Linked DNA regions of Mus musculus: regions 1, 2, 3, 4, 6 and 7 are each linked to region 5. The links are chromatin contacts, called in public Hi-C, HiChIP or PLAC-seq and promoter capture Hi-C maps. All regions are on one chromosome and are shown on one strand. Each heading gives the region's core, a stretch centred on a gene start, on an enhancer-like site or on the middle of the called end of the contact. The rest is flanking DNA. Distances are from core to core; before and after follow the strand shown.

Region 1 (3,626 bases), core at 834-3,333, 450 kb after region 5:
GGGCACTGAGCTGACCACCACTGCACTGAAGCCAACGAGCGGGGAAGCTGCGGGGGGGCGGGGGGAAGAAGGATGCTGATAAAGATGGGAGCGTGGACATAGGAAAAACGCGTGCCTTACCAGCCTGCTCCACTCAGGGAGCCACCCACTCTGCTGCCCTCTGAGTGTGCTGGCTTAATCTTCCTACTAGCCTTCCCGATTTAGGGTGGCAGAGGCCAGCAAGCTAACAATTGAATTCGGGCTCCTCTAATCATACAAAGGAAACCTAGGGCAAGTTCCAAGCCTCCAGAACCTCAATGGCTTTATCAGTACAATGGGATGCTCCACCCTGGAGGAATGCCGAGATGGGGTGAGATGATCCTCCCAGAAGCAGCCTGAGTGAGTCCTATACCTGGGTAATGTTGAATCACTCCCTTGACATAATTGGCCCACTGTGGGATTCCAGGCTCCAAGGACCACTGGGCTGAGGGCAGTGGGAACTGCAGTCTTTGGGGCTCGTCTGCATCTTTGGAAGTGGTGAGAAGAGAAACAAGCCCATCTGTCCGGGGGCTGCCAACCATCACGGTCACGAGCTCCAGTGCCTGGAAGGAGTAGGCATGTGTAGTCTATACCACCTGACAGAAGAAGTCCACCCAGGATCACATCATAGCCACAGAATCTATTTTTGGCTTTTTGTTTTGTTTTGTTTTTAAAGTTTTTGAAAACAGGGTCTCACTGTGCAATCCTGTCTGGAACTTTCTATGTAGATCAGGCTATCCTCTAACTAAGAGGCCCACCTGCCTCTACTTCAGAATGCTGGGATTAATAAAAGTATATGTGGGTGGAATATCCCATTGCAAATAGAAAACTCATGTCACTTGAAGTTCTAGAACAGCCCCAGGGTGACTGAAGCAACCAGGATCCAAACCCCAAGGTTCTGTCGTCTGGGACACACAGGGCCGTGAAGGGAATAGGCTTAGCTTGAAGGAGATGGGAGAAAGCGCTTCAATTAAGCGTTAGCCTTGGGGGCTCAGAGCACAGCCTTGTGGGTCTTCAGGGGCGGGGCCAGTGGTGATAGGAATGTGAACCTGGACTCTGCCCTAGCTAGCGTCCAACTGTGGGCCAAAGGGGACAGATAGTGATCTTATGCAAAAACAGGCCCAGAGGGGCTCCAGACTTCCTCCCACCTGGACCCAGCTCTGCACGCGGTAATCCCTTGTTCAGGAACTACTTATGCGCTGAGAGACCCAGGCTGAGAGTCCAAGAACCGAATGTGTAACTTTGAGGGAGTCATTAGTGCTCTGTGGATCTACTGTTTTCTCTGTAAATTCAAGGGGATGGGCCGGGGGGGGGGGGGGGGGAAGCTACATTTACACAGGTCTACCTTTGCATAGGTCTAGGTCGGTGCTGTGGGCCCAATCAAAGTCAGAGGGCTAAATAACCTCCTTTTTTTTCTTTTTCCTTGTTTTAAGAATCTTACAGCCCAAGCTGTCCTGGAACTCACTTTGTAGTTCAGGCTGATCTTGAACTCGTGGCAATTCTCATGCCTGAGCTTCCCCAGTACTGGACTATTAGGAATGCGCCACCATGCCTAATACTCTCTTATATTGCTTCCTTGGTCCTCACATTTTTAAGAGGTTCATACTTCCAAGTTGTGGGCGATGCCCCCAGAAGGCGGGCTCGAGAAGACAAACCGCACAGCCCCCCTCCCCCCAGCTCTGGCTTCCTGTCTTCGCACGTGGACAACTGCACGTCCCGGGGTCTCTCACGTCTGCTAGACCGCTTCACTCCGCCTTCCACCCGGAGGGTACCCGCCCTCCCGTGCCCCCTATGCCAGCCCTTCCCTACCGCAGGCCGGGCCAGCACACACAAGGAAGGGTCCCCAATGCGGCCCCTCACCATGGGCAGCACCAGGCCCTGGTTGTAGTCCGTGTGCTCCCCGATGAGGTTGACGCGGCCCGGCGCCGACACTGCCAGCTCCGGCTCGGCTCCAAACTCCTCCATGAAGGCCCGGCGGGCCTCGGCCAGCAGCTCCTCGACCCGGGGCGGTCTCCAAGCAGCCATGACGCTCGTCTGCAGCTGGGCGCACCGCCCCGCGGGATGCTGGGGGCGGAGCCACGTGGCGCGGACTTACATTCCTGTCCTTCGCGGGACCCCGCCCCCGCTACGACGGCCCCGCCCATCCCACCTGCAGAGCGGGGTCCAAACTTAGCTCTCCAGCGCAAGCCAACGCGGCAGCTGACAGCTGGAGGAAGAGACTCGGTTGCAACTTGTATCTTCGGTGATGTCCTAGCAGGAGTTTGGGGCTCCCACTTGAGTAGCAGTTAACACAAATGGAGATCTGAACTTCCCATCCATCCCTGAACCTGGAGCCTCTTAATGCGCTCCCATCCCCATCATCATCATCCCTCACACAGCCAGGGCAACACCAACACGAGCTGGCAACAGGAACAGCTGAGTGTCCCAGAGGATCTAGCGAAGTTATGCTAAGTCGTCAGCCCCTGGTCGGTCATGTCTCTAACAGGATGATGTGGTACACAGTCTAGGGATAAACAAGGAGAGCCAAGGTTCGAAGCCTTTTACAGGCTCCTTCTCTGGCTCCTGGCGATGGAGGACTGAAGTTCATCTCATCCAGTGGCCGGCAGGAAGCAAGCTCAGGCACTCCTCGATGACGCAAAGGCTACTGCAAAGATGGCTAATGTTGTTGGCCCCTAGCAGTTGCTTCCTCCACAAGAGCCTTGGTCTCAGAGACATGACCATCTAAAGCCTTCATGCTGGCCCAAATCTTTGCCTGGATTCCTAGCTATTCCTGGTCACCTTGTGTGAAACCTTCTAACAGAAGGACTAAAATGTAAGACAGTAAGAGTGGAGAACGGTAGGGGGTGTAGCTCAGTGGTAGAGAGCACATGCATTCAAAAGAAACACACAAATAAATGTACTATCTTATTCAAAAATTAAATAATTTCCAAGCCAGGCATAGTAGTCCATCTCAGCACATGGGAGACTCAGGCCGGAGGAGCGGCAGTCTGAAACCAGTCTGGGCTAAGATTCTGTCTAGAAAACAAATAAACAGGTTTTGTTAACAAAAGACATGTAAATCAAGAAAGCAGTATGTGGGGCTGGAGAGATGGCTCAGTGGTTAAGAGCACTGACTGCTTTTCCAAAGGTCCTGAGTTCAAATCCCAGCAACCACATGGTGGCTCACAACCATCCGTAATTAGATCTGACTTCCTCTTCTGAAGTGTCTGAAGACAGCTACAGTGTACTTACATATAATAAATAAATCTTTAAAAAAAACAAAACAACAAAAAAAGAAGGTGTGATCTTCTAAAAAAAAAAAAAAAGAAAGAAAATAAGAAAAGAAAGCAGTATGTGAGCCAGGCACGGTGGCACACAGCTTTTTAATCCCAGCACTTGGGAGGAAGAGGCAGGAAGATGTCTGAGTTCAGAGGCCAGCCTGGTCTACAGAGTGAGTTCCAGGACAGCCGAGGGAGAAGAAGAAGAAGAAGGAGAAGAAGAAGGCGGCATTCAAAACAATCAACAAGAAGGAAGAGAGGAAGAAAAAAAGAAAGAAAGAAAGAAAGAAAGAAAGAAAGAAAGAAAGAAAGAAAGAAGCAAGCTCTAATAGCACAGGTCAGTACTCAGGA
Region 2 (3,743 bases), core at 720-3,219, 400 kb before region 5:
TCCTTCCTGATCTCTGGACCTCACATCCCAGGGGATGCCCCGCTCTCCCATGGAACCTCTCTTGTCAACTTTCCACCTGGGTTCCTAGACAACCAGAGGTCAGAGTCTGGAAAAAACTTCCCCTCCCTCCCAATCCCGAGACAAGGTGTACAGCACCACGGATATTTAAGGCAGAGGTCAGAGCCAGATAAAGAACTTGTTGGCTCCTGGAATGGGTGGGAGGCAGAACTGAACAAAGCCATAGGCCAGTTTTTCCCACTAAGCCCCAGCTTGCTCGCTCTCTCTCTCTCTCCCTCTCTCTCTTTAACTTCAGACCAATACTAGGGCAAAATGGTTTTATCTTTTCCTCTTCCGCTAAATCGGGTTGAGAGGGTGGGAAGTTGTCGATTTGGGGGCGGGCTGATGCTATGTGCACAAAACAAGGAAGTATGAGCAAGTCTGGGGTACGGAGAGGGGCAACAAGCCCTGTAGGCCCAAGGCCATGTGTCTCCCAAAGCTCTGATCTGACCCTTAGAAGGAAGGACACTCGGAGGTGTGCAGATCCATGACCAAAGGAAGCTTTACTACATCTATATAGGTTGGGCAGCGAGTGAGGCTCCAAGAAAGTATGCATTACACATATCTGAGGTTACTATATTTGCTTTCAAGGCAGAAATCTTGCTCCCAGAGCAAAGTCAGCACTCTAAACTTGGGTTGATAAGGAAACTCTCTGTGACCTCTCATAGGAAGATCAGGGAGGAGCCTGGGCTCCGGGTTCTCTTCTGGGGCTCTGAGCTGATTGCTGGAGCTCTAGTCACATACATAGCTCTGGGCCTCTGGCATTTCTGTTTTTCCAGAATTAAATTGCAGTATTTTGGAAAATATACTCTGACCGGTTTTTCCCCCTCTGTTTATTCCCAGAAGGAGGATCGTGTTAGAGAGTTTGTTACGTGGCACGTTGTGGGAAACTGTTACCCAATGTCCGAATCATTCCATCTTCACCCATTGGCGTCCTCATAGGTTCAACTTACCCTTAACTGACTACCCTCCCCCACCCCCAGCCTCTGTGGCCACATCTGCGCTGGCAAGAGGGAGCTGGAATGCTTATCTCACAATCCAAGTCATTTTTCTGTTGAACAAAGCCAGTCTTCCATTCCCTCTGAAGTGAATCCTGAGATTGACTACCTAGCTGTCTCACCCGCCCTCTCTCCGTGGCTAAAGGCTACTGCCAAAACTAAGCCCTTTATTTATTATTCATTTATCTGTTCTCAGACAGCCTGTCTTCCAGGTGGGCTGCAAGGAGCCTCAGTCTCTACCAAGCCCTACAAGTTTCTAGAAGGGATCAGAGCCCAAACCTCTGTCTATATGCATGTCCAGGGATAGAGGGGCGGCTCCACAAGAAGAAACTTTGTTATTTAAACAACTCTACTCCGGAGTTATTCTGTTACAGTTACCCTGTTACAGTGTTACTGTGTTACAGAAGACATCCGTCCGGTTCTTAAGTTGGCTCTGGGGAGGGGGAGGAGTGAGTGTGGGGGAGCATGGGGTGGTTTCCCCAGCAACTGTCGCTCCCCTCTCTCGGGCCAAGCTATGCAACAGGCTTTGGCTCAAGGCGGTTAAAGCGTTGAGAATCCTTTACCCAGAGACTAGCTCTTCTAAATCCCCCTCCACAACGTGGAAACCAGAGCGGAGCCCGTGGGGCCTCTGGGCTCAGTACCTGGAACCCCGCCCCAGCCCCGGCCTCGGCCCCGCCCGATCAGCCCAACTCCGCACTTGGTAACAAACACTTCCACTTCCTGGGCTCTCTTTTCTTCTCCCGCTGCGGGGTGCCGCGCCGAGTGCAGGCCACGCCCCACTCTCCTGATTGGTTAGATTTGTTCACCCTGGCGCAAGAGCCCGGTTCGTGATTTCTGATTGGTCTACTGTGATCCACACCCACCGCGCGGCCCCGCCCTCGGGTTTAGGAGCTGGGGCGGGTTCTGGAACGCTCAGACGCCGCGCAGGGCGGGGATTGGCCGGCTCCCTTCCTGTGCGTTCGCAACCGCGGTTCCCGGGACACCTGTTCCCTGTGCCCCGTGCGGTGCTCAGCTCCCAACTCGAGCTCTGCGGCTCGGGGAGAAAGGTCGTGAGTCCCCGGCCTCCGACGGCACCCGCGCTGAGCCTTCGCAGAACAAGATGAGCGCGGACGCAGCGGCCGGGGAGCCTCTGCCCCGGCTCTGCTGCCTGGAGAAGGGTCCAAATGGCTACGGCTTCCACCTGCACGGGGAGAAGGGCAAGGTGGGCCAGTTTATCCGTCTGGTAGAACCTGGCTCGCCGGCCGAGAAGTCGGGGTTGTTGGCTGGAGACCGATTGGTGGAGGTGAACGGTGAGAATGTGGAGAAGGAGACGCATCAGCAGGTGGTGAGCCGCATCCGCGCAGCGCTGAACGCCGTGCGCCTGCTGGTGGTCGACCCGGAGACCGACGAGCGTCTCAAGAAGCTGGGCGTCTCGATCCGGGAAGAGCTGCTGCGCCCCCAGGAGAAGTCCGAACAAGCCGAGCCTCCAGCGGCCGCCGACACTCATGAGGCTGGGGACCAGAATGAGGCCGAAAAGAGCCACTTGGTAAGTGCGGGTTGGGCTTGGTGTAGGACTAGGATTCTAGAGAGACTCGGGCACCCCGGACTTCCAAGCACTTTCTGAAACTCGAGCAGCGAGGAGGAAACGGCTTCTGCCCTCTGTCCCGGAGCCTTCGCAGTTTCTAAGGCGAGCTTCGGAGTGCGACCAGCGACCCCACCGCCCTGTCCGGGCTGGCTGGGGAGCGGAGCTCCTTTGCCGCCTGCATCTCCTGACTGCTTGAACTTTGCGAAGACGGCGCAAAGAAACCCAGTCCCCTTCTCTGCTCCCATTCCTTGGATTCCGCCCCACAACCCGGACTCATTCCTGGGTTATCCTTGCCTACAGCTAAGCTAAGAGCTCTCCCCACCACCCCCCGCATCTCCCTCCCTCCCTCCCTCTTTCTACTCTCTTCTCTTCAGTCCCTGTGGATGGTAGCTCAAAGTGGCTTAAAGGCTGAATAACTAAGGGTCCCTGGGAGGACCCCTTCAGCCCTACCCACATCCTGGGTCCTCTAGTTTGTGCATCATTAACTCACACCGGTTGGACTTCATCCTTCTCAAGACTAAAGTGACTTCTAAGAAAGAGAGGAAGTCTCAACGTCTCGGAGCTAGGGGTGGGGGTGGGGTGCCGGGAGGAGGTGCAGAAGCGTCTTGGGGGTGGTGGCTCTGCCACCCCGGAGGATTTATGGTCCTCTGGAATGTGAGGAGTAAGCGCTCGCTAGCTGGTATCTGGGAGCCTGGTGGGAGGACCTTAGAAGAGGAGGAAAAGGAGAAAGATGGGTGGGGGAGGGAGCAGGAACAGGCCAGGCAGCGTCCTGCAGAGCCGACCCTCGCAGGTGGTCCCGCCCTGGTGTCTCCTCTTCTCTGTCCAGCGATTGTAAGCCGGCTGGTTGGGTTTTGCCAGTGGTTGGTATTTCCCCCAAACAACCCCAGTTTGGATCAGCTGCTGGAGGGGCAGTTGGCAAAACAGGAGTTGTGCTGAGAGCCTCCCTGTCCCTTAGAAAACAAGGAGGGAAGGAGGCCAGGTTCAGGGCTCAGACCCTGGGAGCAGGGTCCCTTCAGTACGCACTGGCTCTCTCTTCCTGATCGATACCGCCGCCACATGTAGATCAGCGGTATCCATGGAGCCAGGAAGATCCTCCCTCCACAGGGAAAGGGCACTGTTCAGCC
Region 3 (3,725 bases), core at 7-2,506, 380 kb before region 5:
TGCAAAACTATTGTCCCCTACAGAGCCAGCTTCTCAATCTGTCAGATGTTTGCCAACTAACCTCACAAAGAGTCCCTGAATCTCACTTCTGGCCTTTAAACAGTAGGCATCAAAATAATGAATTCAACATCTGGGACAAGCACACGTTAAGTCTCCAGAGGATACCAGGGAACGCCATAAGTAATTTAGAACGAGGGAAGAAGACATGGCTTTGTTTTTTTGTTACACACACATCTAGATGATGTAATCCCTCATTGAAAAGCCAAAAAGAAAGCAGAGAGATGGATGACAAGGAAAATAAATGAAAAATGAGCCCTCCACTTCAGCTTTATTCCTCCTGCATGTAATTCCCACCCCCAACCCCCCACTTTGAGTCACAGTCTCATTAAGTATCCCTAGCTGGCCTGGAACTTATTATATTGCCCAGGCTAGCCTCAATCTCACGGAAGAGATGGACCTGCCTCTGTCTCCCAAGTGTTGGGCCAGAATCAAAGGTGTACAGCACCACACAAGTGACGTTTGTTAAACAAGACAGGCTCCTAGATTAAGGCACCCTGTTTCCAATTGCCCTCCACGCTACAACCAGTCGGGTAATGAGTTAGTTACCTGGGCACATGCTCGGAGGTGTAGGGTACCAGGACCACCTTCTTGCCCACTAGCATGGTGTTCTGATTCAGCTTCATTGTAGCTGCCTACTAGTGGGGAGAGTTAAAGACTTCAGAGCCCCCATAGTGTCTTCCCACGCAGGGTGGAACTCTTTCTGTAGCAGTGGAGCTATGTTGACAGAAGAGCGTCCTGCCTTCCCCTCACAACTACGTGAAAGAACGGGGATTCTAAAACTCTTGTAAGAGAAAGAGCCGAAGTGGTCAATACATCTGGGCTCTCACCCAGGGGCCAAGTTCTGGCTCGGTTTCCAGCCCATTCCTACACAACATGCCCGTCCACCCCCAAATGACCTGTTAATCCTTTTTTTAACCTGTTTCCAACCCTAGCCTCCAGCGTCCAGAGTCCACGTCACTCGGCTCTGGCCCTTCCGTTTTCCTGTCCCCAAGCCCCACTCAAAGTTCTCAGGCCTCAGCCCTTTGCGTGGTTCCTCGGCCGTCTAAGCGCTGTAGTTTGCAAACTGCAAAGCTCACAACCACCCCCTGCCGAGGAAGGCGTCCCCAACGACAGGCGTCAGCGTCTGTCCCGGAGAAACAGGCTTTCCGCATGCGCGTAGAGGGGCTTGCTGTCCGCTTCCGCCAGGCAGACGGCAGCCGCAAAGCCCAATCCCGGCCCCGCCCCCGCGAGGCATCCAATCAACGCACTGCGCCCCTCCCCACGCGCTCGCTTGGACGGGGGACTGGGAAGCGTGCGCGTGCGCGTAGCGGGCGCTGGTGCGGGGCCGCTGGTGCCGGGTGGCAGCTGCAGAGCTGGAGGCGGTGGCCACTGTGCCTGGAAGCTAGCTGTGCTGCAGGTCTGGGACGGGCAGGAGGGCAGGACAGGGTGAAGATGGATGTGAATTTTAGAGTTTCACCTGGAAGGGAGGGGAAGGGGAGACTGAGGGACCGGCTCTGGAGAAGAGAGGGGAGGCTTAAGGGTGGGAAACCCTAAGGCAAAGCAAAAGGCAGGTGTCGGTGCGCGAGGCCCCATTTAAAAGAAGAGGCTTTGGGACAAGGAGTTAGGATGGAGGGGCGACCTTGGAAAAGCTGACTCCCGCTGTGGGCGGAGAAGCAGACAGCTGTGTGGGCTGTCCTGTGTAGTAGTGAGCTCATAGATAATGAAACGGACGTAAGCACTTTAGGGTAAAGGGGGCTGTGATGGTTAGTGAGGCTTAGAGGCCCGGAAAGCCCCTTCAGTCACTTGGAGTGTGAGCAGCATCCAGGCACCGAGAAGTGCCTTGCATAGCAAATCAAGTTAGAAGACATGGTCCAGGAAGCCGCGTCCCACCAAGGCTGTCTCATGGCAGATAGGGAGACCAAAGTGTCTGAGTTAAAAGGGCTACAGGTGAAAGCGGCAGACTGCAAACCCCCCACCCCCAGTCTCATCTCTGCAGTTAGAGAACTAAAGTCTACTCTTTTGTCTTAGGAGCTGCGGCTGCTGCTGCCACTGCATAGAAGTAACCTCTTGGGCCAGCCCTTCCTCACTCTCTGGAGATGGCAGGCGAGATCACAGAGACCGGAGAGCTCTATTCTCCTTATGTGAGTTCTTCTCCATAAATGTGTTCTGCTCACCACCATGCTCCTGGTTTCTAGAGAAGCCCACTGCTATCTGTGGACTATACTAATTATGGCCCTGGTTTAAATAGACCCTGGTGAAAAACACAACGGAAACTCCACATAGCTCCAGTCAGGTTCAGCTGTCTTAGCTAGACTCTATATATCAGGCTCGTTCCTCATTTGTTTATAATTTTTTAAAGCTTTTATTTTAAATGATGTGTCTACGTATGGATATGTGCATGCCTGTCAAATCCAAAAGAGGGCACCAGATGCCCTGGAGTTAGTTGTCGATGGTTGGATGCTGCTCAGTGTAAGTGCTGGAAGTGAACTCGGGTCCTCTGCAGGAGCAGCAGGTACTCTTAACTGCTGAGCTGTTTCTCCAGGCCAGTTCTCCTTTTAGACACCTATCAGAGAGCATCAAGCCAAATAGTAGTTAACTTGCTAGTCTCCCATAATATCTATCTCAGGACTCCCACAGATGACACACAGTTCTGCCAGTCAGCTGGGCAGTCACCAACAGCTGTCGCCATGGAGTTGTGTTCCTCTCAGTAGTCAGCAGCCTCTTTCTTCCTTCGCTAAATTCTAAATTGCACAACTCTTGTGGTCTTGGATGTTGAAAGAGGTGGTGAACTGCAGAGTCTCCCAATTGCAGTTTGGTAGAGCATGCAATTATGACAATTAGAGCGATTGATTCCCCTCTGTCTCGGCTCCGTGGCCCCTGCACTCCCCCCACACACACTCAGTTTATCTTCTCTCGGTGCTGTATCCAGTTGGTTGTGGTTATGTGGTTATTGCATCACGGGGCCTTCACTGGGTAAGTCGTTGGAGGTAATCGTGAGTTACCTGGGTTGACTCACATTGGTACCTGCTGTCACCAGGAAAAGCGGCTCTTCTCCACAAGCCGCCTTTTTAGGATTTTTCTAGTCTCAGCAGTGCCCTGCTGTTCATAGGCAGCCACAGAGCACACACAGACACACACAGACACACACACAGACACACACACACGCATGCACACTTCACCGCTGCAGCTCACCAGGGAAAGTGCTGGAGTGGATGGTTACCCTGTCCATGCAATCATGTGATAGTTCTTAGAATCCCCTGTCAGCAAGAAGATGTCTGCACTGTCCCTACACGTTGCCACAGTTCCTGCTTTTTCTGACACTCACTACAGACTTGGAGACGAGGAAGTGAGTTATTGCTGTGACTGTGTTTTAGAAAGAAAGTACCTTATGTCCCCATTCCTTGTGCCTTCACCATGTAATCATCCACTCAGGCCACCTTGTGATGCCACAGCCGCCTGGACAGTTAGGCCTGTGTGCCTCAGGAGCTCCGCTTCACACACCTCCCCCTTTTCTCCTTCCCATCTTCTGTGTGCTTTATCTGGGGTCTTTGCACTTTGCCATAAACAAGCACTGTGATTTTGTTTTTATCTTAATTGTGAAGGAAGAGAGATGAGAAAGATGGGTGCTGGTGGCGACAGGGGGGTGTTAATCAGGTGGTGGTCAGGGTTCTGAGGAAAGCAGCCCT
Region 4 (3,703 bases), core at 454-2,953, 470 kb after region 5:
TCCGCTGCTTCCATCCCATATTAGTGCTGGAGTTATAGATGAGTGACCCTTCACATGTTTGCTGCTGGAGACTGAACTCTGCCTTCTTGCTTGCTTCTACCAAAGGTTACGCCCCAGCCCAGAGATCCCACTCGGGTTAGCTTTAACAAGGCTAACTTGATCCCATTTAACAAAACAAGTAGGTTTTGAAAACAATGGATTTGACTAAGTGTGGTGGTGCAAGCCTGGAATCCCAGCTTTTGGGAGCCAGAGGCAGGCAAGTCTATGTAAATTCAAGTCTAGCCTGATCTACATATCAAGTTTCAAGCCTGCTGGGGCTACATAAGTAAGATCCTGCCTCAAAACCACAAACATGTACTCACAAACCAAAAATAAAAAAGAATTTGATATAGATTGAACATAGAAAACAAGGTCAAATGGGAAGTATTACATATCTATGATGGACATTTTTATTATTTTATTATTATTCGTGGAGTGGGTTCTCTCCTACCACCTGTACATCAGTCCCAGAGATCCCACTTGGGTTTGCAGCCTAGGGAAGCAAGCACCTTTACCCCTACTCATCTCCAACCTGTTGTTGTTTGGTTGTTCTTGTTCGGGTTTTTAGACAGACTGACAGCTCTGGCTGACCTAGAACTACCAACGGATGCCACCAGGCTTTGAATTCAGAGATCCACCTTCCGTTGCTTCCTGAGTGCTGGGACCGAGATACATGCCACCGTGTTGGTTTTTGAGATAGGGTTTTAGTACATAGCCTAGCTTGGCCTGGAACTTGTGACTTTCCTCCCTCAGGATGTACCCCTATATCCAGCCTGTAGAAAGTCATTTCATAAAACCATATTCCTAAATGTGAGGCAATTGCCTTGCATTTCCCCGGAACAGAAAGGTTTTTTTCCAGAAAAGGGAACTAGAATGGACTAGAACATTTTTTTTTCCTCAGCCCCTGGCCCTTCTCATGTAGTCTATCACTATACTTCTCAACAATTTACCAAAGTGCCTAAGAGACTACTCTAGATAGAGATTAGGTTCTCCCTTGGACCTTAACCTACTGGAAACAAGGTATTTGGGCCAACCACTGAGTTCAGAAGGAGCCCAAGTGGAGGGGTTCCAGGTTTCAGGGTTGATAAATGTTAATGATGCCCAGGAACAATATGGTGTATTGTAATTTTTAAAAACAAAACAAAGCAACAACAATAAAAAGCTTCTTCAAACTGTCTGCTAGCCTGCATACTTTCTCTGGTGATTTACAGGTTACTATATTATGAAAATATTGGCTGACTAGCTTGCTGGCTCCGAGGCAATGCTCTAGACTGACTTTAGAAACGGTGCGCCAACTGTACTGGTAGGGAGGCAAGGCAATTACTGCACTGCATTTGGAACATTCTCCGTGGAGTTGTTTCAGGCCTCCCTAACTGGTTCCTTGCTCTCCGGAGGATCCAGTTTAAAGGTAGAGTTCACCTCCGACCACACTGACAATGCTCAGGTAATAGTTAAGAGTGACTAGACTACAATTACCACAAGGCATTGCGGATCCTCAGCATCCGGGACACCGTCCGCAAAGATCTCTGGGTATTGTGGTCTTGCACTTTAGCAGCGACACTGTGCCAACGGTAAAATTTCACCGGAAAGGAGGACCACAACTCCCAGCAACCTTTGCTGCTGTGCGGGGGGTCTTCACGTTCTCGTGGCGCGGCGCAGGCGCTGTGGGTCTTCGGCGCGGACCGCGCAGACTGAATAATAAAAGGGGAGCGGCGAAGAGGCAGGAAGACAGGACCATGTCGAAGGGCCCCGGGCCCGGCGGCTCGGCAGCTTCCTCGGCGCCCCCGGCCGCTACCGCTCAGGTGCTGCAGGCACAGCCCGAGAAACCGCAGCACTACACGTACGTAGAGCCCCCCCCGCCGCGCGCGCACGCCTGACGTCAGCGGCCAGCGTGAGTCACGCGCGCAGGGAGAGCGCGAGGCTGTCCCCCCCCCCCTTCCTCCGGCTCGGCCCAGACCGGTTCCAACCTGCTGGGACCGGTCCCAGCTTACTTCAACTGTCACCAACCTCTGGTCGGGCAGTGGGGCGGGAAACTCGGTCCCAGCCTCCGAGTCGGAAAGGCAGGAGCGCGGGTCCCGAATCCACACTTCTCAGGCCAGGCCTCAGAGGCCTGACGGTCTCAGACATAAAACCCGACAAGTCCACGACATGACAAGTGGAAGTCTGTACCAACCAGCACGAGACCTGTCTAGAAATGACTGTTTGCTTGAAGTCTCGGGAGGAGACTCTGTGCACCGGAGGCCTTTTGTATCTTTAAGGCCTGTTAGATTGTCCACGAGGATCACCCATGCTTGAATTCCCTTAAACAGTCAAACGTGCAGAAATGGGCTCACTCCGTGCAGGCTGTACTGTCTAGCTTGAGTCAGCGACATCCGGGGTGTTAATGGTTGCAGACCCCTTCAGCATCGGGCAGGCAAGGGAGCCTCATCGTAACTGGCCTAAATGAGATTGCCACAATGTAAAAACTGCATGTGTACAAGCTTAGGTCCCTGCCTTCCTTGCTGTCATGTCACAGTAGGCCTAGGTTCTGTGAGACAAAGGCCAATGCTGTAGTTCCTCTTGTAAAGCCCTGTTGGTTTCCGTTCCCTGCTGTGTGCCAGGAGTGTCCCTACTGGGTGCCTGAGTGATGGGCCAGTTTAGGAGATCCCAACCTGTGGAAATGTCAGAACCCGAGAGATTGAACAACACTCCAGCGTCCAGCCAGGAGCTGGCAGCATCCGAACTAAAGTCAGGCAGAAGCAGCTCTGGTTCAACACTTTTGGGAGTTGGGACAGGGGAACATTGGTTATAGAAAATGTATTGGTTTCTTCAAATGACTAGTGTTGGCTGACGTCATCCAAACTTGACTGTAACTCAGGTTAGCCTTTCAAGTATGGTGGTCATCAGTTGGTCCTTTCTTACTGGAGTTCTCTCTCACTCTGCAACCTTGCCATTGCTTTTGATAAGAAGGTCTAACATCAGAATAACATCACTTATCTGGTCACACACAAAAATTTGTAAACTTAGTGGAACTGTGAAAAACATCTACATTTGTTTATTTGTATGTGAGTCTGTGGGAACACTCACGCAGCGCCACATGCAGGTGTGGAGGTCAAAACAGTCTGAAGGAATTGGTTCTCTCCTTTTACCTGGAGGGTTCCAGGCATTGAATTCAGTTGGCTAAGCCTGGCCACTGCTCTGTGCTCTCACAGTCAGGACCTTGTGTTGTAGGGTTAAACTGAACCCAGGCCTCTTACATGTTGGGATCACATCTGTCATTGGGTTGCGTCTTCGCCACGCACCCCCAGTTGTTTATTTACTCTTTACTTTTTAAGCTAGGATTTCACCAAGTTGTTTGTGCTGGCCTTGACTTGCTTTAATCCAGACAGAACTTGAACTCTGCATCCTCCTGCCTCAGATTTCTTTTCTTTTCTTTCCTTTCCTTTCCTTTTCTTTTTTTGGTTTTTCGAGACAGGGTTTCTCTTTATAGTCCTGGCTGTCCTGGAACTCACTTTGTAGATAAGGCTGGCTTCGAACTCAGCGTTCCTCCTGCCTCTGCCTCCCAAGTGCTAGGATTAAAAGCATGTGCCACCACGCCAGGGTTTTTTTTTTTAAAGATTTATTTATTATGTATACAGCGTTCTGCCTGCATGTATCCTGCAGGGCAGAAGAGGGCACCAGATCT
Region 5 (3,914 bases), core at 119-2,618:
AACCCTGTCTTGAAAAACTAAGGGCTTGCCGGGTGTGGTGGCACACGCCTTTAAACCCAGCACTAGGGAGGCATAGGGCTATACAGAGAAACCCTGTATCGAAAAACAAACACACACACACACACACACACACACACACACACACAAAACAGAAAAAAAAAAACCCAACCAACAAACAAACAAAAAAATAAAGACAGACAGACTAAGGGCTGGTGAGATGGCTCAGCAGTTAAGAGCACTGACTGCTCTTCCAGAGGTCCTGAGTTCAATTCCCAGCAACCACATGGTGGCTCCCAACCATCTGTAATGGGATTTGATGACCTCTTCTGGTGTGTCTGAAGACAGTGACAGTTTACTCACATACATGCAATCTTTTTTAAAAAGTTAATTATAAAATTTATTTTATTGTATATATACTGGTGTTTTGTGTATGTCTGTGTACTACATGTGTGTGCCTGGTTCCACAGAGGCCAGAAGAGGGCATCAGATTGCCTGGGACTGTTCCACATGTATGTGAGTGCTTTGAATTGATCCAGGTTCCCCGGGAAGAACAGCGTATGCTCTTAACCACTGAGCCAACACTCTAGCTCCCTAAATCACTGATGATTAGGATTTGGATAAAAATTTGACAGAAAGGTTTTCCTTTATTTCCTTAAAGTTTGTGGGAGTTTGGTTTTTGAGTCTGGGTCTCAGTTAGCCCCGATGCGAGCTCAACCTTGCCATGTAGCTAAGGCTGGTTCTGAACTCCCGATTTTTCAGTCTCTACTTCCCAAGTGCTGCATCTTCCGGCTTATGTTACTATGCCCTACTTCCAAGTCATGTATGACCACCAATTTAAGGTAGAAATAGTTCAGAATAATCCTAAAGAAAGAAAAGTTGCCAGTACATAAAAGATTGAAGTCCCGTTGTTTACGGATGTCATGTGTCCGAGACTAATTCCAAAATAAGCGCATTATACTGGTCGGAGTTCGGAAAAGGGACTGAGAATATTCTAATAACAGACCAGGAGGGAGGGATCACAACTACCGCTAAGAGATAAAGTAGGATTACAGAGACGGAGTAGCTCTCCAATCGAAATAGATGCGCCAGCACGCTTCTGCGCATGCGCACACCCTCCCAGCCACCGCCTCTCCCGCCATCTCCGGGGACCTTTCCCTCACCTAGTGTGGGACTGTCTGTGGCGCCGCCTGATCTACTGGGAACATTCCTTGAGGACCCGTGGGCCCTAGAGCCGTTTTCATGATGTGTTGTATAGGTTAGAATAGTGGAACATGTGTGAAAGGCTTCAAGGGGCTGTGTTTGGCTAAGACGAAGGGATCTGTTGCGCTAAGGTCTGCAGGCGCTGCGCAAGCCGCCCTGGAGGGGGTCCTCTTTGGCAGCTGTCTGTGAGCGGGAGGCCTGAGCGCAGAGAAGCGGCCGCGCGGCAGGGTCCCAGCCGCGGGGGGCACGGCGCTATGGAGGAGCTCGACTGCGAGCCCGCAGTAACTGTAAGGGCGATCGGAGTGGAGTGGCTTGGCTTGTTGCACTGTGAGGGTTACGTTTCTTTGGTCATTTCAGGCTGCCTCCCTACATGCGGGACGCACGCTTCTTCCCTGGACACAGTTGCCACCATCCCGAATGTCAGGTTAACTGGGAACTAGGTTATGGCAATAGTGGTCCCTAGGTCCTGTGAATACTGGCCGGCTCGCGGAAACCCCACTGCATCACCCTTGTTTTTATAACCTTTCTGCTTCTCTAGTTTTCCCCCCTTGGGCGTTAGAATGAGATTGGTGTAAGCCCCACATGGTCACTCCAAGGGATGAGTTGGCCTTTCCCTGTCCTGCTGTCCTAGTCCGAGGCTTAATAAATGCATAATTTGTTCTCACGGGAGACAATAGACTAGTTTCTGTCGCGTTGTATTCTATTCCTCTTGCACCTAGAAAATGTTTTTTTAAGTGTGTATATGTCTGAATATGTGCACAGCATCATTGGATACGACCTAGGCTGTTCGCCTGGTGTATGGTGTTCGCAGTTACACTTGGAAGTTGAATGGACAGTTGTAGGGCTAACAGCTCCTGTGCCTCCTTATGTCTTACTAGTGGATTCCAGGTGTGAATTCCAAGAAGAAGCAAATGTGTTTTGACTGGGGCCCCGGCGAGATGCTTCTGTGTGAAACTTCCTTCAACCAAACAGGTAGGCAGTTCTTTTTCACATCTGTCTTGGCACATTGGTTGACTCTCTGAGGCAGGAAACTGGAGTTATTTGGCAATATTTTTATTTTTGAAACTTTGTTTTTTTGCTATTTTGAGACAAGTTGCCCCTATGTAGTCCTAGTGGGCTTGTCTTTGTGCAATCTTTGTGTAGGTTTGAATTCTACATCTTCTTCCCTCGACTTCCAGAGTGCTGGGACTTGAGGTGTGTGGTTCAACACTTGACATTAAGTAATTTTTAAATTTTATAGTCTGTGTATGGGCATTTTGTCTACGTGCATAACTGTGCACCACTCCGTGCTTGGTGCCGCAGAGGCCAAATGAGATCATTGGATTCTAGGAACTAGAACTCTATATTTATGTGAGTTGCCATATGGGGTGTTGGGAGTTGAACTTAGGTCTTCTGGAAGAGCTGCCTGTGTACTTCTTGTTTGGTTTTGGTTTTTTGAGATGGTTTCTCCGTGTAGCCTGGCTGTCCTGGTACTTGGTTTAGACCAAGCTGGCTTTGAACTCAGAAATTACTTGCTCTTTTTTCCTGAGTGTTAGGATTAAAGGCAGGAAATTTCAGCCAGTTGTCTTAGACGCCAAACCATCTCTTCAGCCCCCTTCCTATAATTAACCTTTAGAAACGACCCATATAGCCCAGGTGTGGAGATACGCACCTTTTAATCCCAGCACTCAGGAGACAGAGAGGCAGGTGGTTCTGTGAGTTCACAGCCTGCCTGATCTACAGAATGAGTTTTAGGTCAACCAGGGCTACACAGAGAAATCTTGTCTTGAGAAACCCAACAAAAACAAGCCCAAAGAAGTGAGTTAGACTGCCTCAGCTGAAGGCAAAGTCCTGGGTTCAGGCAACGCTCGCTTGCAACCTTAGATTTTCTACTGTGCAGAAGAGTTGGCGGGGGGAATAGAGAGTCCCCAGCTGCCTGGGATATGTTGCCAGACCCATTCTCAAAAACCAAGGATGTAGGCTATCACTCAGTGGCTCAGTGATAACTTCTTTAGCATGGGCAGTGTCCTTAATTAGATCATCAATATCACCAAAAAAGAAGTCTGTGTTGTGCTGCCTGCTTGTATTGTAATCTCAGCCTACACAGACCAGATGAAGACAAATCTTTTTTTCTTTTGGCGTAAACCTGGTTTGCTTGGCCGACTGTGTGCACTAGTCTTCCCTTGAGTTTTAATCCTCCCGTCTCATTCCCACCGGTGGAGAAAGTGGACATGTGCCCCAGGCTCAGCCGGGCTTTGTAATTAGAGAATTAGAAGTACTGGGATGTTTTTCTCTTTTGGGGAAAATGGTAGATGTTGAGTTACTTTTTTTCCTGTTTTGTTACAGGCAAATCAGAGAAGGTGCCGAGCTGCCCTTTTATCTACATCATACGGAAAGATGTGGATGTTTACTCTCAAATTTTGAGAAAACTCTTCAATGAATCCCATGGAATCTTTGTTGGCCTGCAAAAAATTGAGGAAGAACTGTCGGGGAAGTCCAGGAAAGCTCAGTAAGTGGTGGGTGCTGAGGCTGCAGTGAAGTCGTGAGAGGGAGGCGTCCTTATCCTTGTGAGTGCCGGGGCACCTCGGGGTTCCTGTTCTCCTGTGTATCTTCTTAGGGTGTAGTTGTGCATTGTGTAAATGCTGTTGGAAGACTTACTGGCTTGATATATATGTATCAACTCTTCCTTTTGGATTCCTACTTCATTTGTATGTGTCCCTTGAACACCACCACCG
Region 6 (4,126 bases), core at 572-3,071, 270 kb before region 5:
CTAGGTGAGGGTTCCCTGGAGTAGAGAGAACATGTTTGATAGAGGATCTAGAAAGGCCTGAAGAACGATTTGTCCAGGGGCCTTTGCCTTCCTGGTGGGCCCACAGGTAAGAAGGCCTAGGAAGGAGAGGTGGAGGAAGGGAGCCGAGTTCTTTCTGGAGGTTACAGGAGCAAAGAGTTTCTCAAGATGGCTCAGCCATCAGCAGGCATAAGTGGAGCAGGTTGCAGAGCTGGAGCGCTGTGACACTGCCCCCCAACATCCTGACACACCCCCGACTCCACCTCACTGTTCACCCCTTCAGACAATAAGCCCTGATTGCAGAACCAGGAGGCTTCTGTGAGGCAACACAGCCCCGGAGCAAAACTGGCAAGCTGCAGGAGGCCTCCTGAAAGGAAGAAGAAACTCCATCCACCTTTGGCCTAGTGCTACAGAAGACGAGGACTAAAGGAGTCGGAGGACAAGGAATACCTTGAGGGGAGAAATGTTTCTGCTGCTCAGTCAATTTTATCAAGATTATCATGAGATAAACCACGTTCATCGTCATCGACAGATATCGGAACACATAGGATGCGAACTGCTCATTAACGCCAACTTCCTCTCAAGGCCTTGGATGAATACACGGGTACACACACACACACACACACACACACACGCACACGCACACGCACACGCACATGCACACTCCCTCTGTATTGCACACCACACACTTGGATCTACCCACCCTCTGCGGCAGCTCCCTGTCCATGTGAATGGGCACACAGAGTTGCCCAGCAACTGCCCCATCCCGCCAGGCTCACCTCCAAAAAGAAAATCATCAAGATCTTGCTCCAGCGTTTGGACTCTGTGAGGGCACTGTGAGTGGCCAGGTGGCTGCCCTTGACGGTGAGTGTATAATGGCACACACCCAAGATTGTGATGCCCGTGGCAAAGGCCAGGATATTATGGGCGCGTAGGCACAGGAACCCTGCAAAGAGGACGGACCAGGGATCAGGATCTTTCGCCACCTTTTGAAAATATGAGTCCAGACCCACATACACACACTTTCCCAAATCCGGAGCCAAAGAGGGCCAGCCTTCGGCCTGTGACAGGTTCCTCTAAGGCCTGAGAGGGGTGGTTTGACTTTCTCCGTGGGATTTGGAACACACAAAAAAAATCCCCACTGGGCTTTTCAAGGATATTTTGCTGTCCTCGTTCTGCCCGGTCACCCTCCTGAGCCCCCGCCAGAGCAGAGATGGGGACTGGATGTCACAGAGCCATTAGACCGCTAGATGTGCAGCCGGCTTCCTCAGTCCTACTCATCCCATCTCCGGTGTCCCCTGTAGAACATGCTCTTCCCTTCTTCCGGTTCACTTTCCCCTTCCCCACGGCTCCTTGTGCAACTTTTTCCTCCACCACTTTCAAGCATCGGACTTCCTCCCACCTCCAGCGGGACATGAGTTGAACACCCCCAGCTAGACTTTGGAGAGTGAGGTGGGATCCAGGATCCTCAAGTCCTGAGGTTCCCTTCCAGCCTGCACCACCTTCAGCCGCGCCACCCCCATCCGCAGCCCGTGTCTCTGTGTTTCCGTCGTACCTGCCGGCAAGGCGAGCAGGCTGAGAGCGAGGATGGCGCAGTCCACACCGTGGCGCTCCCACCACGAGCTCGCCCGCACCACATCCTGCACCTGACGCTCCAGCTCTTTCAGCAGCGCCTCAGCAGCGCCGTCCCCCGGAGGCGCACTACGAACGGTCTCCATGGGTTCCCTGGACTCACCGAGCTGGGGACAAGCGAGGAGGACCCGGGATTCGGGTGTGAGCTCGGTTGCTGCGCCGGAGAGAACACGCGGGGAGGAGGGGAGGAGCGGAGGGGCGGAGTCACGCATCTGGCTGGGACACCACTAGCCTGAGGTCACCGTGGGAGGCGCGGGGTACCTTCTGCCACGCACAGCCATGACCCGTGACCTAGGCGGGGCCTAGAAGCAGCCTCTCCCGCCAGCCCTTGATACCAGGGCAGCTTGGGGAGGGAGGAGCCAGAGTGGTGCGCGGGGTGGGGAGATGACCCTGAGACAAGGACCAACCTGGGGTAGAGGGAACAGGACTGGGACAAAGTAGCAGACCCCCGAAGGCCTTAACTGTTCATCCACCTCCTCTCAGTCTCCATCTCGGGTTCGTTGTGCGTTCTTAGTCCCCAAACCCAAGTATTTCTATCTCATTAAATTATTAATTTGTATGTGTAGATGTGTCCACGCGGAGTTCAGAGGATAGTTAACATGGGGGCGGAGGGAGTTTGCTCTGGTTTTAAGCAGAAGTGACTTGTAGGGAGGTGGCTTTGCAGCCCGGTAATGGGTAGATAGATACAGAGAAAACATGTCCTGAGTTCACCACTGGGTAGGCAGACATACTGCTAGAATGTCTCTCCAGCTCCACTGGATGGGGACAGCCAGGTCTGAATGGGCCTGGGACAAGCATGAGACTTGAGAATGCCTCTTCCCCTAACATCGGTGCTGACGCAACTGTCACCAGCGTGACTGAGCTGGCGTGGTCCTTTGAGGATAAGCGCCTGACTCCCTTCTCTGCCCCCTTTACATCTTCACAGTACTCCCCCCAGTTTCATTTCAAAGCCCTTTAAAAAAAAAAAAAAACCCGACTGAGTCCTGTGTGTGTTTTCCCAGGAGACCCTTGGGCAGTAGGGCACGAGTGAGGGAGAGCGAGCTATGGCTTGAATTTCTCTCCTGGTACTCTCCTTCACAGATTCAGCTATGTTCTTCAAGTTCATGTGTGAAGCCATCCTCTGGCTACACAATTCTCTCAACTGGCCATGTAGCCCAGGCTGGTCTCAAACCTACTGTCCTGCCCAGCATCCCACATACTGGGACCTGACATTCTTTCTGAAGGGACAGGATCAAGAGGTCCTGAGCAGACCCGTGTCCTCCACTTCTAGACATTTACTAGGCTTTGTGTATTCCCATGTCACCCTGTAAAAATGACACCCACTTGTGTAGTTCAGACCTTTCTTTCTAACATCTTGGTCCTAGGGATCAAACTCAGACAGGCCCCAGAGTTACCGAATGGCTAAACTCCAAGTCCAGTTCTCTTGTTTTAGACAGAGAAAGGGAACCGCCAGTCTCCCTCATTATGTCCCACCCAGAGTCCCCACCACAAGAGTAGAATTTTTAGGGAGGAAGATGCACAAGTTTTAGAAGTGAGAATAGTATGATTTGATTAATTGGGGGACTAATTGGGGGCATAGAGGGATCCTACCGCCTTTATCATAAATAGAAGTTCCTGGTACTTCCAAGCCTGCTGCCAAGCCGCAGCTACCCTGGTATACATCACTAATAGCAATCTAAAGGGGGAAAAGGCTGCGAAGATGTCAGGAGCTGGCAGGAGGGGGCTGGAGAGATGGCTCAGCAGTTAAGAGCACCTGCTGCTCTTGCAGAGGGCCGGTCTGGTTCCCAGAACCCACATGGCAGCTCACAATCCTCTGTGACCCTAGTTTCCGGGGGGGGGGGGGGGGAATCTAACATCCTCTTCTGACCCATCTGTGGTGGACATATGTGCACGGAGGCAAAAGACTCGAAAAGAGAAAATACAATTTTTACAAAAGTAAAGAGGAGCTTGGGGGAGGCCGACAGCGTGTGAGGTGGAGTGAGCCAACGGCTTTCTGGAGATGGCTGAGCTTGGTTTGAAGGGCTTTGACTGAGGAAAGGCACAGGGTATTCTACGTTCTCAAGGCATAGGGGTGCGGGGGGAGGGGCAAGAGCAGAGAAAAATCAATGGAAGGCAGGAAAGGAAGACTGGTACCAGGGGCTGGAGGTATCTTGACTGGCAGGTAGAGATGGTGAGGCTTATCTCTAGAGGCTACAGGAGCCACCATGGGCTTTAGACCAGGGGAGGGGATTGTGTAATGTGTTTAGGGAGGCTTGTCTATATCAGGAAGAGATGAAGAAGAATCTAAGGAATGTCTCAAGATAGCCAAGCAAAAAGGTACCATGGCAGGAGAAGAGGCTGAGGCTGTAAAATGTACAGGGACAGAGGAGATGTAAACAGCCTGTGAAATACACAAAGAAATACACAAATGACCAGCAGGCTTCAGGTCAGTAGCCTGGGGAAACATGAACACATCCAGGAAACATGCCTAAAATGA
Region 7 (3,706 bases), core at 462-2,961, 410 kb after region 5:
CGCAATCTGTAGACCAGGCTTGGCCTCAAACTCAGAAATCTGCCTGCCTCTGCCTCCCGAGTGCTGGGATTAAAGGCGTGCGCCACCACACCCAGCTGCAAAGAACTATTTTTAAATCAATGTGTAGAGCTCTTCTTTTCCAGACTGGACTGGGTGCCTACTGGAGTGGCTGATGTCCACAAGGAACTGAGCTGGCCTGGAACATACATCTGAGTGCCGAAAACATACTGGGCTCCTTCCCCAGTGCCCCCACATTCAGGAGGAAGTCTCCCTGGGGACCTGGCCTGTGCAGAACAGCCCTCAGATGGCTGGACAGGGCTGACAGGGCTATTAAAAATCATTTTTATTTGTATTATGTTTGAAGCAAAATCTATATAGCCCTGGCTGGCCTGAAGCTCTCCATGTAGACCAGGCTGACCTTGAACTCACAGAGATCCACCTGCCTCTGCCTCCTGAGTGCTTGGATGAAAGGCCTGCTACACAACAGCAGTGCCCCAACAGACTCGTTTTACTCATTTGTTTATGTGAGAGGGTGGGATGGATGTACACACCACAGAGACCTTGTGACAATGAGTCCCACCAGGAATCAAACTCAAGTCATGAAGTTTGTCAGCAGGCACCTTGACCCATTAAGACATCTTACCCAATCACACTTTTTTTTTTTTTTTTTTTTAACTCCTCTATGTACCAGGCACCAGGGCTGGGGCTGGGCTGGTGAAAAAAAAACCAAAAAACAAAAAAAAAACCAAAAAAACAAAAACCTCCCTTCTCTCTAGCCCAGACCTGGGCATAGGCCTCTCCACCTCTCCTAACTTGGATTACCCCAGGTTGGGGCAGAAAACATGGGTTCTCCGAGTCCACAGTCCAGTGGGATGATCATTTCAAACCAGTATAGCAAATGCCATAAAGAAGCCATACTCTGGTCTGGAGGTCTAGTTTAGTGGTAGAGTACATGGCTGATACGCATGAAGACCTATGTTCCATACCAAGCACCGAATCAAAAGGAAGATAATAAAAGGACAGGTGTGGTGATGGATGCCTGTAATCCCAGCACTTGCAAGGCAGGGGCAGAAGAATTACCCCAAGTTCAAGACTAGCCTGGACTACACAGTGGGAAAAGGCCATATTCTCCGACCAGACTTAGAAACCAACAGAGGATGTGGCAAAGCCGAAGAAAACTAAAGATCTTGTAACATTAGTTCAGGGTCTTCAAATATAAGGATAAATCTGGCTGAGTTTCAGACTGCATACTCTGGCTCTGACACTTGGCGAGCTTGAAGCCCCCACGGGTTGAGGAGGTCCAGTGCCAGCGGTGAGCATTAGCTAACCTGGTGAGACTAGAGTTGGGTTCTTGCAGCGCCTCAACGGACTCATTATTAAACAGAAACGGGGCCTGAAGGCACTCGAGAGCCTGCCGCAAGAGTAAGATTTGTGAATCAGCTTGTCACCAACACTGTAACAATCCATGAGTGCTACTCCACACTAGGTCACGTGGCCTCTTGATGGCTACAATTACATTTTAAGGAGATTTGAGTATCCGAAGAAACCTAGAGGCCCCAGTCCTTGCCTATCGGTTCCTCTAGTAGAGGCAGAGAGAACCCAGTGGCCAGCAGTCCAAGAGTGCTAAGTCTCCCTACCAGTTTGGGGCACGACCTATCCTCGCGCTGACACGGAGAGGGTGGTGCACGACCCGATGACCGTCGAGGCAGCGGGACTGACCCAGCTGGGCTCACTGTATTAAGAAGCGGACCCGCGACCCGGAGCGGCCCGGGGACCCGATCTGGGAGCCTGGACGGGTGGGGAAGACGGAGCCCCGGTCTGTGCTGCAGGGAAGAGTGGCTCCTCCTCCAGCCCCCTCCGCGGCGGCTCGGGGCTCGGGGCCGGCGCCGGTTGAGCCGCAGCCCTTTCCGGGGGGCGGGCCTGGCGGCTGCGGCGACACCCCAGCTCCTGCCCCGACAGGTGCGCGCAGCGCGCAGGAATGCAGTCCGCCTGACTCACCAGCGCCTCCTTCCTACCTGCGCCGCCCGTCCATAAAGCGCTGCTGGCTCCCGCCCGCCGCCGCCCGCCCTGCTGTCCCGCCGGGCTCGCCCGCGCGCTCAGCTCGACCCAACGCAGCCCAAGTCCGAGGTAGTCTCACTAAGGTAGGTGCAGGTCCCGCTGCAGATCCGAGGGCACACCGCCCGCCCCGGTGCCCCGGGACAACAGGGCTGGAGAGGAAAGTGAATACCCACTCCCGCCCGGGGCTTTTGTTTCCCTTCCCTTCCCTGAAGATTGGCAGGCCCTGGCTCCCTCTGCCCATGCTGCCAGGACAGGTGCCAACCCTGCCAGGATGTGGGAAGGGGACAGCTGGGAGCGGGGTAGTTGGGATCTAGGGAAAGAATGGTGAACATCAGATACCCCTGCTAGAAAAGGACACTGGGTAGGTGGGTAATAGGAGTGGGTAGAGGCTGGGGGCTCACCAGCCCTCTGAGTGCTACCTCCCCTGAATCTGAAGACAGTAGAGGAACAACTTAACTACCTTGCAGCAAGCCCCCTTCTTGTCCGGCTTGACAGGACCTGCTGTGTGGTGACCCGGGTGCATGTCAGGCGTGGGGAGTCCCTGATTTTCCTCTTGGCTGGCCCGCAGCCTGCTCTCTTCCCAAAGCCCGCTCCAGGCACCTTTGTTTGGGGGACCTTTCAGAATCTCATCCAGCAGTCCCGCGAGCACTTGGCCCCGCCATACACTCTTTCCCACGATCCTTGGAGGAGCCTTCTGGCTGTCACTGTGGCCCGGGACTCCAGGTGGCTCCCAAGGGTAGGGGCAGACCTCTTCCTTCTTCCTGACAGACTTGCCACACCCTGAGCATAGGTTCAACCCAGATGGCACGTTTGTTTCTACCCTCACTAAAAGTGAAAATCGAGTCTCCTGGGGGCTGAGAGAATGGACAGCAGAAAATGAGCGTTTGACTCCTTAACTCTGACTTCCAATAGCTGACAGGGTAGGCAAGGGGCTGTTACAGCTTCAAGAACTGCTGTCCTGTCTGGCCCAGCCTGCCATGGCTACACACTCTGTGATGGCATCCTCAGTCCTAGTCTTTATGTGGAATCTTGTTTCTATACTAGGCGACTACTTTTAGAACTTTTAAAATACAATTTGGGTCGAAGCAAACACTCGAGTGTCTGCCTAGGCCTTTACATTATATAGTTCCTGTGTGTGTGTGTGTGTGTGTGTGTGTGTAGGTTCAGTGTGGAATCTACACTGCCCCCAAATCCCCGCCAGACCCTCCCAGTGCTGACTGCTGGAATGGGAGGCTCCACAGCCTCAGTGCCTCATCTGTCCTAAGGCACACACAGGCAAGCCTCTCCCACTGGGGTCCTGTGCAGATAGATGCCTTGTTAACCCTTTGCTGACATGCTGGGTGTGTGTTGCCGTCCTGTCTGTTTGGGACAGCCCTGTATTCTGGGTCTGTGTAAGAGCTGGGTTTGTCCCTCTGGTGCCTATACCTGCCTAGGTAATTGAGCCCTGAGGAGGCCAAATCTGCAGCTTGCATTATGTAGCGTGTGGGTGTGGTGCCTACGCCCAAGGCTGTAAGAAACTCATTTCTCCTAGGAGTCACGCCTCTGCTGATTCAGGGCTCCCCTCTAGCCACTACCCTGTTAGGGTGACTTCTCCATGCTGGCTCTGACTGTGGACATGCTGGGACTGATGTCTGCCTCCTTAGGGACC

What was found. Promoter capture Hi-C pulls out the DNA fragments that hold promoters and counts their contacts. A called contact is a pair of places that touch in the nucleus more often than the background predicts. HiChIP or PLAC-seq counts read pairs in DNA pulled down with a chosen protein or histone mark. Capture Hi-C pulls out chosen DNA fragments and counts their contacts.
Region 1: a contact with region 5 is called in a Hi-C map of B cells, with 7 read pairs. The contact joins the promoter of Galk1 here to the promoter of Nup85 in region 5. A contact is called at or near these places in 6 of 39 promoter capture datasets (embryonic stem cells, liver, neural stem cells and 2 more), 2 of 484 Hi-C or Micro-C datasets (B cells and rod photoreceptor), 4 of 115 datasets of contacts at active chromatin or transcription factors (the SCID.adh cell line, Th17 cells, large pre-B cells and 1 more) and 2 of 9 other capture datasets (embryonic stem cells and pancreatic islet).
Region 2: a contact with region 5 is called in a Hi-C map of differentiating embryonic stem cells, with 4 times the contacts expected there. The contact joins the promoter of Slc9a3r1 here to the promoter of Nup85 in region 5. A contact is called at or near these places in 1 of 39 promoter capture datasets (stem cell-derived epiblast-like cells) and 2 of 484 Hi-C or Micro-C datasets (differentiating embryonic stem cells and embryonic stem cells).
Region 3: a contact with region 5 is called in a promoter capture Hi-C map of cranial neural crest. The contact joins the promoter of Nat9 here to the promoter of Nup85 in region 5. A contact is called at or near these places in 4 of 39 promoter capture datasets (cranial neural crest, embryonic stem cells, frontonasal cranial neural crest and 1 more).
Region 4: a promoter capture Hi-C map of neural stem cells shows a contact between it and region 5. The contact joins the promoter of Unk here to the promoter of Nup85 in region 5. A contact is called at or near these places in 8 of 39 promoter capture datasets (embryonic stem cells, liver, neural stem cells and 2 more), 2 of 484 Hi-C or Micro-C datasets (B cells and rod photoreceptor) and 4 of 115 datasets of contacts at active chromatin or transcription factors (Th17 cells, bone marrow-derived macrophages, large pre-B cells and 1 more).
Region 6: a promoter capture Hi-C map of adipose tissue shows a contact between it and region 5. The contact joins the promoter of Fads6 here to the promoter of Nup85 in region 5. A contact is called at or near these places in 5 of 39 promoter capture datasets (HPC-7-derived erythroid cells, embryonic stem cells, neural stem cells and 1 more), 1 of 115 datasets of contacts at active chromatin or transcription factors (pancreatic cancer cells) and 2 of 9 other capture datasets (adipose tissue and pancreatic islet).
Region 7: a contact with region 5 is called in an H3K27ac HiChIP or PLAC-seq map of embryonic stem cells, with 6 read pairs. The contact joins the promoter of Itgb4 here to the promoter of Nup85 in region 5.

Annotation. Positions count from the first base shown.
Region 1 is chr11:116,010,636-116,014,261 of GRCm38.p6, forward strand. Galk1 (galactokinase 1) reads right to left here and starts at 2,084. Exons shown (of 8, transcript NM_016905.2): 1 at 1,879-2,084; 2 at 392-581; 3 at 1-47. The coding sequence starts at 2,043.
Region 2 is chr11:115,161,372-115,165,114 of GRCm38.p6, forward strand. It overlaps Slc9a3r1 (solute carrier family 9 (sodium/hydrogen exchanger), member 3 regulator 1), which reads left to right and starts at 1,970. Exons shown (of 6, transcript NM_012030.2): 1 at 1,970-2,580. The coding sequence starts at 2,155. Rab37 (RAB37, member RAS oncogene family) reads left to right here. Exons shown (of 9, transcript NM_021411.4): 9 at 1-869.
Region 3 is chr11:115,186,143-115,189,867 of GRCm38.p6, forward strand. It overlaps Nat9 (N-acetyltransferase 9 (GCN5-related, putative)), which reads right to left and starts at 1,257. Exons shown (of 7, transcript NM_025400.4): 1 at 977-1,257; 2 at 607-695. The coding sequence starts at 683. It overlaps Tmem104 (transmembrane protein 104), which reads left to right and starts at 1,345. Exons shown (of 10, transcript NM_001033393.2): 1 at 1,345-1,456; 2 at 2,068-2,180. The coding sequence starts at 2,136.
Region 4 is chr11:116,028,613-116,032,315 of GRCm38.p6, forward strand. It overlaps Unk (unkempt family zinc finger), which reads left to right and starts at 1,704. Exons shown (of 16, transcript NM_172569.4): 1 at 1,704-1,879. The coding sequence starts at 1,776.
Region 5 is chr11:115,563,076-115,566,989 of GRCm38.p6, forward strand. It overlaps Nup85 (nucleoporin 85), which reads left to right and starts at 1,369. Exons shown (of 19, transcript NM_001002929.4): 1 at 1,369-1,487; 2 at 2,079-2,172; 3 at 3,526-3,688. The coding sequence starts at 1,455.
Region 6 is chr11:115,295,741-115,299,866 of GRCm38.p6, forward strand. Fads6 (fatty acid desaturase domain family, member 6) reads right to left here and starts at 1,822. Exons shown (of 6, transcript NM_178035.5): 1 at 1,574-1,822; 2 at 798-964. The coding sequence starts at 1,736.
Region 7 is chr11:115,973,014-115,976,719 of GRCm38.p6, forward strand. It overlaps Itgb4 (integrin beta 4), which reads left to right and starts at 1,712. Exons shown (of 40, transcript NM_001005608.2): 1 at 1,712-2,141.